Regions from separate parts of the Gossypium hirsutum genome. Here region 1 is linked to region 2. A link is a contact called in public Hi-C data. All regions are on one chromosome and are shown on one strand. Each heading gives the region's core, a stretch centred on a gene start, on an enhancer-like site or on the middle of the called end of the contact. The rest is flanking DNA. Distances are from core to core; before and after follow the strand shown.

What was found. A called contact is a pair of places that touch in the nucleus more often than the background predicts.
Region 1: a contact with region 2 is called in a Hi-C map of leaf, with 1.7 times the contacts expected there. The contact joins the promoter of LOC107897650 here to the promoter of LOC107897655 in region 2. A contact is called at or near these places in 2 of 34 Hi-C or Micro-C datasets (anther and leaf).

What each region holds. Positions count from the first base shown.
Region 1 is chrA10:23,756,583-23,763,041 of Gossypium_hirsutum_v2.1, reverse strand. It overlaps LOC107897650, which reads right to left and starts at 1,630. Exons shown (of 1, transcript XM_016823168.2): 1 at 386-1,630. The coding sequence starts at 1,373. The coding sequence ends at 795.
Region 2 is chrA10:23,930,516-23,937,647 of Gossypium_hirsutum_v2.1, reverse strand. It overlaps LOC107897655 (putative TrmH family tRNA/rRNA methyltransferase), which reads left to right and starts at 4,738. Exons shown (of 4, transcript XM_041079250.1): 1 at 4,738-5,031; 2 at 5,130-5,231; 3 at 5,338-5,464; 4 at 6,257-6,924. The coding sequence starts at 4,825. The coding sequence ends at 6,468. It overlaps LOC107897654, which reads left to right and starts at 7,072. Exons shown (of 3, transcript XM_016823170.2): 1 at 7,072-7,132.

The sequences.
Region 1 (6,459 bases), core at 381-2,880, 170 kb after region 2:
TATAATATAAATTTAAACAATCAAGTAACTTTAATAAAAATTTTTAAATAATTAAATAACCAAAATAATAACTTTTTAATTAAGTGATCTATCATATTTTAGTGACTAATAATATAATTTACCTTTAAAAACGACTAGTAAAAGAAAAATAAAAATTTAATAATAAAAAAATCAAAGTAAATTAGTTAAAGAGTAATTAAAATATAAGTTAAAAAGTTTTCTAAGAACTGATAGGATTGCTTTCTTTGCGCCAAACTTCGTAAGCTAAACTTTATAACTCCGTTTTTAGTACATTAAATTAATATAATATTTTAAGATTTTAATATGATTTTTTGGAGCATAGCAAGGGACGTTTTCTAGTAATAATAATAGAAATCTGCTCAAATTTCTCCCTAATTTTATCTTTACTTTACATCGAAGGGACTAAATTGCAAATCTCTTACAAACTTTTTTCACAACGGAGCAGAAAAGCATTTTTCCCATCTCAACATTTTAAAACTCAACCCTCGCCCACTATTCCCCTAATATTACATATCAACCCCCTTGATTTTTCTTTTTTCCTTAAAGAAACCCCACTTGTTTAACGCATAAACTGATAAGCAGGGAATATTATCTAATCGCCCCTAAAATTTTCCAGATTTTCAAATCCGTCCACCGTCTTCAAAAAATATCACGGAGGGCATCGGATCTTGAAAATTCCGGAGATATCTAAATAGAGACGAAACGTATCAAGAGAGAGATGGAGATAAAAAGAGACGCAGGCTTATTTGGATCCAAATCTAAATATTCGGGTATCAGAGATCAAGCCGTAGCAAACGCCTGAGATCCCTTGTAGCTGAATCATCGACCGGAACCTGTTTCTTCTTCGAGAAAGTTGGTAAAGGAAGTGAGCTCGGTGCCGGAGAAACGGAGAAAGCCGATCCGGCATACACGTCGGATTTTACGGTCACCGAAGACTTAGCATCCACGATTTTGATCTGTTTAGGGACCATTTCCGGATCCGGACCCAAACGATCCGTACCCATAACAACCAAACCCCCTTCCCTTCCACCACCGCCATTGTCGATCTTGATCTTCGAATCCAACGACTCACCTCGTCTCATAATCGTAACCTTCTCCACCATAACATTGTTCCTCACCGTCTTCAAGTCATCGGCGGAGCTGTATTTCTTCGAAATCCCCTGCTCCGATCCGATCCGCTTCCTCTGAACGGGTTTCCTGTTAGATCTACCATTTCCATTGTTATTGTTGTAGTTATGATAATAACTAGGATTAAAGCTACCGTTTCCGTATCTCCGGCGAGGACACGCCGTCGGAGGTAACCGAATCCGTTCGATCAAACAATCCTGAGGTCGTAAAACTTCACTCCCCATATTAATTAACTCAAAACAACCCCAAATAAAATCAAAGACAAAGCGATAATTAGATATATAAATTTTACAGGAAAAAAAAAAGGGATTCTCGAATATTTTACGATCTCATAAGGGGAAATCAAAGGAAAAAAGGAAGGATTTTTTTTTTTCTAGAAATTTTTCTTAATTTAAAAATTTTTAAAAAATCCCTTCCTTTTATTATTTTTATTTCTATTTTTCTGCTCTGCTGAGGCTTAAAATCTGCCGAGTCGAAAGAGATAAGGGAAAGGGTATTATATAGGCGGAAATTAATGAAATGGCGAGGAAAAAGAGGGGCTGGGTCAGGGTCGGGTTTTCGGGTTGTTTTGGTCTACGTTTTATGTGTTGACGCGTCAGATGGGTCCCATAAACCCGGGCGGCTCGGGTTTTGGAGCCAGGTGGGGCCCGACAAAAAAGAATGGGGTGAGTTGCTGTAACGGAAACCGTTAAGTGAAATCAAAGTGTTGTTTGGTTGTCTTTATCTAAAGAGGCTTTCGATGATAACGGAGGTTGGCGACGTAATGGTGAGTTGTCGGCTTGTAAGATTTTTTATTTATTTTTAAATAATTTATTGTTATAGTATTTTAGGTGAGGGGACCATAATGTCGTTGCCACTTATTTATGTGGTGAAACAGTGGTTTGGTTTTGGTTTGCTATGTGCTCATAAATCAATTTCTTGTCCTTTTTATATATATATAATTAAAAAAATTGCCATAGAAAATATGTTGCCTTAAAACAATGTATTTTCAAATATTTTTATTAGTAAATTAATAGAAAAAAGAAAAAGACTGGTCTGTATTTTATAATGTTTCCCTTCCAAGATTATATATTTTAATACTTTTAATTTAATAAAATTAATTCTTAATTAGATGAAATTATAGTATTAGAATATTATTATGGGATATTATCTTTTAAAAATATATAAATTTATTTATATATCTTTCATACTCCTACATACGTACGATGGTATAAATATTATGTGAATTTTATGTGTTGGCTTAATAGTCAGGATGTTCACCATCCCAAATGTGGTATAAATTTGAGTCACTCTAGTTACATTACTATTAGAGCTTTGACATTTTCTTATAATTTACCCACAAAAAATTTAATTATATAATCTGAATCTAATCTTGTTGGATGATATTTAATTAATTCAAAATTTAAAATCGGTGTAAATGTAATACCACATTTTATATGCTAGAAATTAATTCTAAATAAAAAGCAAAAGAGGCTTCTATGATGAAATAAATAATTTTAATTATTTAATCTAACAAAAAAATATTATAATGGGAACGTAATTGTTGATGCAAAATCGAAAGAACGAGTCATACGGGAATAACACGTAAAAGACGTAATCCCAGTAATTTCGAGCTCAATAAAGTTTGGTCAAAGTATTTTATTTGTAAGTCATATTTGGATTGTATTCCACACTGTTTGACCCAGTTGCCATTGACTTATATTGAGTGGGAAGTTTCCTATATTTGTAGACCTAATGAATTGTTATTTTGAAGGAGTACCAAGGACCTTTTAGACATTCACTACATCAAAAACAAAATATTATTTAACCTTTCTCACAAATATATTTGTTGTAAATTGTTAATAACCTATTTTTTAATATTTTTATATATGTTTTTTTTGACACAATGACTAAAACTACACATATACTCTTCCAAACTTATAAATAGAGGTGAGCAAAATCCTATCCAATTCGAAAAACTCGATAAAAAATTTAAATTTTGAATTAAATAGTTTGAGTTATTTTAATTAATCAAGTTATTCGGATCAACTCGAATAAAAAATTAAGTTTTTCGGTTTAACTCGAATATGAATTACACAATTCGAATTATTTGAAAATTCAAATAAGAACAGACAAAACTACGTCGTTTTGATAAATGTTTAGTTTTTTTAAATTTAAAATTCAAAATAATTAAATTAAAAGGTAAAATTATGTCGTTTTGATAAATGTTTTACCCATTAAGTTAAAAGGCAAAATCATTATATTGTTCATGTAGTTAAATAATCTTGTACTTCGTCTACTAGTTAAATAATCGGTCCATCTAAATGCAACATTAAGTATAAATAATAGGATTCGTTAACTAGCCTCGATTTGCCTCAAAAATTTTTGACTGGATTCGATTCGATTCGATTCGAAAAAAGTTCAAATTGAGTTCGGTTGCTAAAATAGGATTTGTCAACTCGACTAACTTGAAATTTTTTTACTCAATTCAACTCGACTCGATCGAATACTCACCCCTATAGGAGGATAATGCGTTTCAGCGCACTCAAACCCATGTCCTCCTTCATTGGCAACAATGTCCATACTAGTCAAGTTAAAACTCAATCGATATTAATCAATTAATCTTTCATAGAAATTTTATTACGAATATAAAGGTGTGTTTAAAATAATATATAGTAAATAATGAAATATATTATTTGAAAATAATTAATAATAATAACACATGAAACATGCACAATGTTAAAATAAAAAAATAGATTAAATTATCAGTAAAACAAAATTTAAATACATCATATTAAGAATATCAATTGAATACAATCATCATGGTAGTTGGTGCCAAATTAATTTGTGACACCAACTCAATTAACAAATTTATTAATATATATTATATATATAATTGATGGAAGTAATAAAGTATGTATAATAAAATTAAAATATATAAAAAATATATTAAAATGAATCTTTGATTGGGTGATAAATTTAATATATTTATAATACAAATATTATTGGTTCAAATCTTATTATATGCATATTTTTTATTTTTAATAAATATTAAAATAATTTCAGATAATATAAATTATTTTAAATAAAATAGGATGTTTTAATAATTTTTTTAATCGAATTGACTCGTGACACCAACACCATCAAGGGTTTAAATAATAATATAAATAATATATTAACTAGATTAAATACGTTTCTCGTACTTGTAAAATTACATGACTATATAAATATGCAAATTACTAAAGATATTAGCTTAGTTTATTTCTCATACGTTGCACAGGTTACATTTCATATGAAAAATATGTATTATCTTTTTCAAAATTTAAGAAATAATTTAATTATTGAAACTTTACATTAAAACTTTTTAAAAATAAATATTTTAAAATTTAAATATTTTTAATGTAATAAAGTGTGACTGATAATGAAATTTACATAAAAAGAACAATTTATTTTTTAAACAAAATATTAATAACTCTACATTTTTAATCTTGAAATCGACGTTAAAGATTATCAAAATAGGTGATAAATAAATTAAATTGAAATCAATAATTTATTTAAAATTAAAAAAGAAATTGCAAATTTCAAATTTTATAAGTCTATTAAATCATTTTGTTATTCAGTAATCCTATCTATATTTTAAATATAGATTATAATTTTATTTTCTTTATTTCTTATCATATTTTATGGTAATTATTGCTTATTTTTACACAATTATATTTTAACGTCAAATTAATTACGCAAGCATAATTAGTAATATAAAATGTATAGATTAAAATTAGGAACTACATTTTTACGTTATAACATTATATGCAAATATTTAATAATTATTTTCAAAAAATAAAAAATGGATTTATTTACTAATAAATGTCAAAAAATTAAAAAAATTTACGTATTCACCGATTTCATGTGATTTGCAGAAAAATCAACTTATTGACAGAAAAACGCTTCCAGTTGGAAGCACTTTCTACCACCTCGGCATTAAAAGTGGTAGCACAAATATTTTTTTTCTATTTTCTAGTGTCACCTATTAATGTGAAATTAAAACTTACAAAACAAGTTTTTATATAGCCCCAGAGTCTCATTTCCCTTGTTTTTTTTTTAAGCGATATGGGATATGGGTTTATATAAACTCATAATCCATTTGAAGTTTATTCTTAGACAATATGGAATTACTTACTTTCATACCAACATTTTTTCCCCATGTTTGGTGCTGTGAATAAAAGGAGAGAGAAAGGTGAAGATGTATGTGTGTGAGAGATGTTATTAAATAATAATTCAATTCAATTTTATTTTTTAATATTATTAAAAATGTCATGTATTGATGTGAACTCGGTTACGAGTTGATTCACAATTTTATGTACCCAATCGTCTAAATAGGTACTTGCTCGAATATTGTTAGAAATATGAAGAGAATAGTGCTAAAGAAAATTTGGATAAAACTCTCGAATGTAAACGAACTAGAAAAGAACCGACGTTATGTAACAACACGACCCGTATTCTATAAGGTTGATCGCCACACTTTGGGATGGTGAACAAAGTGGTAAGATCGGTTTTGGTGAACACATCAAGAAAGAATTCTTGATAAGTTCAGTAAGTTCTTGAAAAACAAAGAGATTAACTCAAATGTATTTTAATAATCAGAAAAGTCTCCCTTTACAAAGCTTAAAACTAAACTATTTATAGGACTTAACTAGGTAGCTTAATAGCCAAATTTTGGCCATAAATGTAAACACTAGAATGTTCTAAAATCCCATGTACTTAGTATTGATTACGGTGGCTGCCAATTAATTGCCATAGGGACAAATTCATGCATGTTTCAAACTTAAGCAAAGGTATGTTCATATTGGGTAATAAATTCGGATTCTAGAATCTGTCCATTCATCCCTTCAATTTGGACGATGTATTTAAGGCTCTTTTTTGTTGACCGAATTGTAACGCCCCCAAAATATGAATTCTTGTTTATTGAATCTTGTCATAATTAAGTATATGCTTTAGTGGTTTAAGGTCTTGATTGTGTGTTTGAGATTAGGGTTTCAAGTTTCACTCTTGAAAATTTTGTTAATATTTTACCCAACCTTTATCTTTGAGCTTTCAACTTAAGTTTTATTCTGTGTGAACTTGTGTCAACAATGAGCCTAGTGGTTTAGTGGTTAAGCTTCTATATACTTATTAGTATTGTGTTTGAGTCCCTGCGTGGGCAATAGGAAAATATTTTTATGCTACTTTATAAAATTGGTTTTATTTTTTAATTAAATATTTTTTCCAAAAAATCTCTTCTTTCTCATGTTCTTATTTTTCTTATTTTTCTTTTCATTACTGTCGTTTTTACTT
Region 2 (7,132 bases), core at 3,489-5,988:
ATATAAAGGTCGCGATCGTGGTCGTGGACGTAGTAGGGGACGTACTAGTAACCGCTATCATAGTGTTCATAATAGTGGTATTTCTAACCACCAGAAAACAAATAGCAATGAAGGATAAGAAAGAGGTAGTCAAAATAATCCTTCAAAAGTTATTAAGAATTTATGTTATTGCTGTTGTATGAGGGGGCATTGGGTAGTGCCTGTTGTACGCCTGAACATTTAGTGAAACTTTATTAAACATCTATTAAAAGGAAGAAAAAATAATATTGAGACCAATTTTATATCCAAAAATGACGAAATAGAGGCAAAAAGGAGGGTGATGTAATTTATGGCCTTAATGATATAACTCACCTTGATGTGACAAATTTCTTTGAGAATCATTAGAAAAGTTGGTGTTATTTTAGCATTTTATATTTTTTTAAGTATGTTTCATTTTTTGCATACAGAATAAGATAGTGTTATTATGTTATTTTAAATATGTTCATTTTCTTGATCCAAAAAAAAGTATGTTTATTTATTTACTTATTTTGCAAGTTATAAATATTCAATAAATATTTTCAACGTTTCTAATGTTATATTTTATTTATTTTTATGAAGAATATGAATGATCAAAAAAATTTTGTTAGATCCAAAATCAGTGGAGACATATGTCTTGGAAAGTGCTACAACACATACGATACACAAAGAGAAAAAATATTTTTCTCATTTAACAATAAGTGATGCTTATATTAATACAATCTCGGGTAGTTCAAAACTTATTGAAGCCTCCGGAAGAGAAATTATATTATTACCTAAAGGTACAAAATTTGCCATTGATGTTGCTTTATTTTCCACTAAGTCTCAAAGAAATTTATTGAGTTTTAAAGATATTCGATATTCGTATTAATGGATATCATATCGAGACTATGAATGAGAAAAATATTGAATATCTATATTTTAAAAAGGTTGAATGTGGAAAGAAATATGTTTTGAAAAGACTGCTTGCTTTTTCATCAGGTTTATATTATACACATATTAGTGCAATTAAGGCACATGTTGCTACAAACCAGGAGTTTGTAGAATGACATACTTTTACTATTTGGCATGACTGGTTAGGCCATCCTAGATCTATTATGATGTGAAAAATAATTGAGAATTCAATTGGACACCCATTAAATAACCAAAAGATTCTTGAATTCAAAGATTTCTCTTGTGATGCTTGTTCCTAAGGTAAACTGATTATTAAAGCATCACTAGGTAAAGTTGGGATTGAATCTCCCGCATTTCTAGAACGTATTTATGGTGATATATGTGGGCCTATTCATCCACCATGTAGATCATTTAGATATTTTATGGTATTAATAGATGCATCTAGTAGATGGTCACATGTATGTTTATTATTGACTCACAACCTGGCGTTTGTGAAACTACTTACTCAAATAATTCAATTAAGAGCACAATTTCCAGATTATGCAATAAAAACTATCCGTCTTAATAACGCTGGTGAGTTTACATCTCAAGCTTTCAATGATTATTGCATGTCAATTGGGATAAAAGTTGAACATCTTGTAGCTCATGTTCACACACAAAACGGTTTAGTTGAATCGTTTATCAGACACCTCCAACTAATAGTTAGGCCATTACTTATGAGAACAAAGCTCCCTATTACAGCTTGGGGATATGCTATTTTGCATGTAGCAGCACTTATGTGATCAAGCTAGCAAGTTATAATAAATACTCCCCATTGCAATTGCCTTTTAGTCAGGAGCCAAATATTTCCCATCTTAGAATTTTTAGATGTGCAGTATATGTTCCAATTGCTCTACCACAACGAACAAAGATAGGTCTTTAGAAGAGGTTGGGAATATATGCTGGTTATGAATCTCCTTCTATAATTAAGTATGTTGAACCATTAACTAGAGATTTATTTACTGTACGATTTGTTGATTGTCACTTTAATGGAACAATATTCCCAATATTAGGGGGAGAGAAAATATAGCTGGTAAAAGAAATTACATGGAATGGATCATCATTATCTCAATTAGATCATCGTACAAGTCATTGTGAACAAAAAGTTCAAAGGATCATACATTTGCAAAACATCGCCAATAAACTGTCAAATTTATTTATTGACCTAAAAAAATTACAAAATCTCGCATACCAGCTAAAAATGCTCCAATACGAATTGATATCCCAATAGGGCAAATTATTAGTGCAAAAAAAAGTAATACATGCTTGAAGCATGGAAAACCAGTTGGTTCCAAAGAAAAAAGTCCTCATAAAAAGAAAGGAGCAAATACTCAATGTGATTATATTATAGAGACAAGTTCCCAAGAAGAGGTCAAAGATATAACTAATTATAATCATAAAACCCCAAAAGAGATTTAAGTGCCTAAAAATGATGATAACGAAGAGATCTAAATAAGTTATGTTACTTCGGGAAAAATATAGAACCAAAAAAATATAGTTCTCGATAACAATTTTGCATATAATGTTGTTATTGAAGTAGAAAAAAATGATGATCCTAAGCCTAAATCTATTGATGAATGTAGAAATAGAAAAGGTTGGCCAAAATGGAAAGATGCAATTCAAGTAGAATTGAATTTACTTTTTAAACGTAAGGTTTTTGGACCTGTAGTCCAAACACCTAAAGGTGTAAAGTCGGTAGGATATAAATGGGTATTTGTGTAAAAATAAAATGAAAAAAATAAAGTCGTAAGATATAAAGCACGACTTGTAACACAAGAATTTAAGCAAAGGCCCGACATTGATAAAGAAGAGACATATTATCTTATAGTGGATGCAATCACATTTAGATATCTTATTAGTCTGGTAGTAAGTGAAAAACTTGACATGCATATAATGGATGTTGTTACAGCCTATTTGTATGGCACATTTGATAGTGAAATTTATATGAAAATCACTGAAGGATTTAGAATCCCAGAAGGATATAGAATCCTAGAAGGATATAGAGTTTCTCAGGAAAACTGTTCGATCATATTAAAGATAAATTTATATGGATTAAAACAATCTGGACGCATGTGGTACAATCGCCTTAGTGAATACTTGTTAAAAGAAGGTTACAAAAACGATCCAATTTGTCCATGTGTCTTTATAAAAAGGTTTGGATCAAATTTTGTGATAATTGTTGTTTTTGTTGATGATCTAAATATTATTGGAACTCTTGAAGAGTCTCAAAAAAAAGTAAATTATTTAAAGAAAAAATTTGATATGAAAGATCTTGGAAAAAACAAAGTTTTATCTTGGCTTACAGATTGAACATTTAAAAGACAGAATTCATGTTCATTAATCAACTTATACGGAAAAGGTATTAAAGAAATTTTACATGGATAAAGCACACCCATTAAGTACTTCGATGGTTGTACGATCATTAGATGTGAATAAAGATCAATTTCGTCCTTGCGAGGATGGTGAAGAGTTTCTTGGTCCTAATTAATTTTCACCCATTAAGTATTAAAGAAATTTTAATACTTATACGGAAAAGGTATTAAAGAAATTTTACATGGATAAAGCACACCCATTAAGTACTTCGATGGTTGTCTGATCATTAGATGTGAATAAAGATCAATTTCGTCCTTGCGAGGATGGTGAAGAGTTTCTTGGTGCTAATCAATTTTCACCAAAATTATTATTCACCCACGATCTTGAGAAAAGAGGTGATATAAATGTTCAACAAATTCGTTCTAGTGAGAATGTAGCAGATCATTTTATTAAGACATTGCCAACTTCAACATTTGAAAGACTACTACACAAGATTGGAATGCGTTGACTCAAAGATGAAATGTATGTTTCCATTAGGGGGAGTCTAAAAACAAGTTGTACTCTTTTCCTTTAACCAAGGTTTTGTCCCATTGAGTTTTCTTGGTAAAGGTTTTTAACGAGGCAGCTTGTAATAAAAGATTGTATAATCTGAGTTTTTCCTTATAAGGTTTTAACGAGACACATTATCTACCAATAGACATCCAATGGGGAGTGTTATGAATATCTTATTAAGTGAATGTCCATCATGATAAAGATAAAGTTTTGATATACTTTAAATTTTAATAACTATTAGAATTAGATCTCTACTCCTTTTTTATCAATAAAGTTCATTCTCTATTTCTTTCATATTTTCTTTATTCTTTATTCTTTCCATCTCTCTTTATTTTATAACAATATACATATTCTAAAATTATTTTAGTAATAATTATTTAGCCCCGATTTTCATTTGCTAGAAACCCAAAGCTTAAAATATGCTATTAGTCTTTATACTTTTCGAAAATTAAGGATTTAGTCATTATACTTCTATTTCATAGAATTTAATCTCTTTACTTTTCAGATTTTAAAATTTAGGTCTAATTGTTAACACTATTTTTTTGTTCAATTTGTAGCTGTGAATTTTTTGAAAAAAAAATATTCACTTGTAACCATGTAATTAAAAAAATAACCTTGTAATTATATTGAGTTTAACAAAAGAAATTAACAATGCTAATATTTAGATCTAAATTTTAAATCTAAAAAGTAGACAAATTAAATTCTATAAGATAAAAGTACACTGATTAAATTCTCATTCTTCAAAAAAGTACAGGAATTTGTGTGATATTTTAACCAAACCCATTGGCCAATTTATTTTGGATCCTAAGTGACGATTGCTCTTTTAGAATATAGAGAATAATTTGCTAAATAGTTTGTTTAACCTTAAAAAAATTAAAAAAGAAATTAGAAAAGATAATGGGCCTTGGCCTAAAAGGGCAAAGCAGGCCAGTAGAAGAAAAAAACCCTAGAAAACCCCTCCATGTCTACCAAGCTCTCTTCTTTTGGAAGATGAACGAGTAAAGGAGAAAAATGGCTATAGAGAGCTACGTGGTGGTTCACAATATAGCAAAGAGGCACAACGTCGGAACCCTAGCTAGAAGCGCCACCGCCTTTGGAGTCGCCGAACTAATCTTAGTTGGCCGCCGTGACTTCAACGCCTTCGGCAGCCACGGCTCCACCTCCCATCTCCGTTTCCGCCACTTCCATTCCCTCACCGACGCTCGCCTCTTCCTTAAAGTAAACGTCTAACCAACCCATTTCTCTAAATCCTTATTTCTTAAACTTTTTCAATTTGGATCCTAATTTGTTTTTGAATTTTTTTACTGTATTTTAAGGAGAAAGATTGTGATATTTGCGGGGTTGAGATCACAGAGGACGCTGTTTCCATAACTGATCATCCTTTCAAGAAAAGCACTGCTTTTCTTCTTGGTAATGAGGTAAAGTTAAAGCCTATTTTCTAAATTTAGCTGAAATTTCTGATTCTTGGGTTTTACTTTTTCCTTCTAAATTTTACAATTTCTTTTGTTCTTTAATGTTTTACAGGGGACAGGGCTTTCAGCTAAGGAATGTGAGATATGTGATTTCTTTGTTTACATTCCTCAATATGGAGGTGGCACTGCCTCTTTGAATGTCACTGTTGCTGCTTCCATTGTTTTGCATCATTTTGGAGGTATTCCCAATTTCAATCTAATCTTATCTTATCTTACTCTATAAATGTCTTTAGTTTTCATTTCATGACTTCTTTCACCAGTAAAGTTGATGATGGAGAAAGTTAATTTTTTCCAAGGATTGTTGGGAAGATTAGTATGCCTGCCTTAGATTTTAGAGAACACTAGTCAAGAGTCAAAAGATCATGAACCATTAAAATCATAAAGTTCTTATAAATAGTTTTTTTATTTCCTATTGGATTGGTTATCTAGCAACTAGTGTAAGTTGTGAGGCTCATATTCACGTGTTTATTGTATGTACCTAGCTAATTAAACTTGGTTCTTTTACTTGAAACAAATGGTCATTAGCGCCTTTTAAGTGCAGATCACTTCTTCCTATTATCCATTATACGAAAGCCAAAGTTAAACTAGGGGTTTCCTCTCCATGGTGTTTCTTGACTGTTGTCTAGATTTTGTTGCTTATGTCCAACTTGTGGTCCTTGTGGAATCAAAAGGAGGATGTTGAACATGTTTCACTTGTCTTTGAAGTGGATACTAGCCTTTCTCTTAAGTTATTTAGGCAACCTGTTTGTTAGCCTGTTGGTCTTATTAAACTATGTTTTGGTCCCACAATTCTTTTTTCTTGAAGTAGTCATGTTTGACACCCGTATTTGATGCAACATACAGATACTGGTATGGGACATGACCTTCTAAGGATCCATTAAATATGTTAAAAATTTAGGAAAAAATGAATATACCATTCCTGTTCTGAGTAACATAGCTTTTTAATATGCGACCTTGCGCAGTTTGGGCAGGTTTTTCAGAGAGAATCCGTGATGGAAACAAGTTTGTTGTGGCTGAGAAACCTTTAAAACAGTTGAGCCGAAAATACTGCACAGAAACAGATGATCGTATCATTGAGGAGCGAAAATCAAGAAGGGAAAGTGCTTCCAATGGATTCTTTGAGGATGGAAAAAATGGTGTATCTTCTTCCAACCTTTTGGATTCATTGTTCCCTGATGAGTGATTGAAGGATTTAAATATAGATTTGATCCTGCAAACCATACAACGTTCACCACTAAAGATTAAAGGTAATTTGGTTCAATGGTCCAACCTATTGAAAATTGTTGTTAACATGTGGCAAACAGATTCTACCTAACCATGGACCAAAATGAAGTTTGATTATTGAAGGAAGTTCCTCTGTGAATCCATGGAAAAGTTTGCAAAGGGACCCCTTTTCAGAGTGGCAATAATTGAATTTTGTGTTAATTGCTTTGATTAAAGCATCTTCTGTAATTGTAATGGTATTTTCACATTATTGTTTTGTACTTTACAATAATTGTTTCTTTTTTTCTTGGGATATTTTTGTTTACATACGAAGTCAACAAGATGCAATATAAAAGTTGCCTTATGACCCCAAAACCAAGGATTAAAAACTCATGGGGTGGTTCATTTTCAGTGGATAGCTAACAAATTAAGACCAGACATGGCTGTGTAACACGTGTATTTTCTGCCCTAGTTTGATCGCGTTTTCATTTGTGATTGGCAAGTCTCTTTTGCATTTAAATTAAGCTTAATGTCTGATATGAGTATGTGTGTTTGATACAAGCATACCCAATATTTTCTTTTGATTTTACAGTGCATATTAATCTGAATATGTTTGATCCGAATATGTTTGATCCGAATATGTA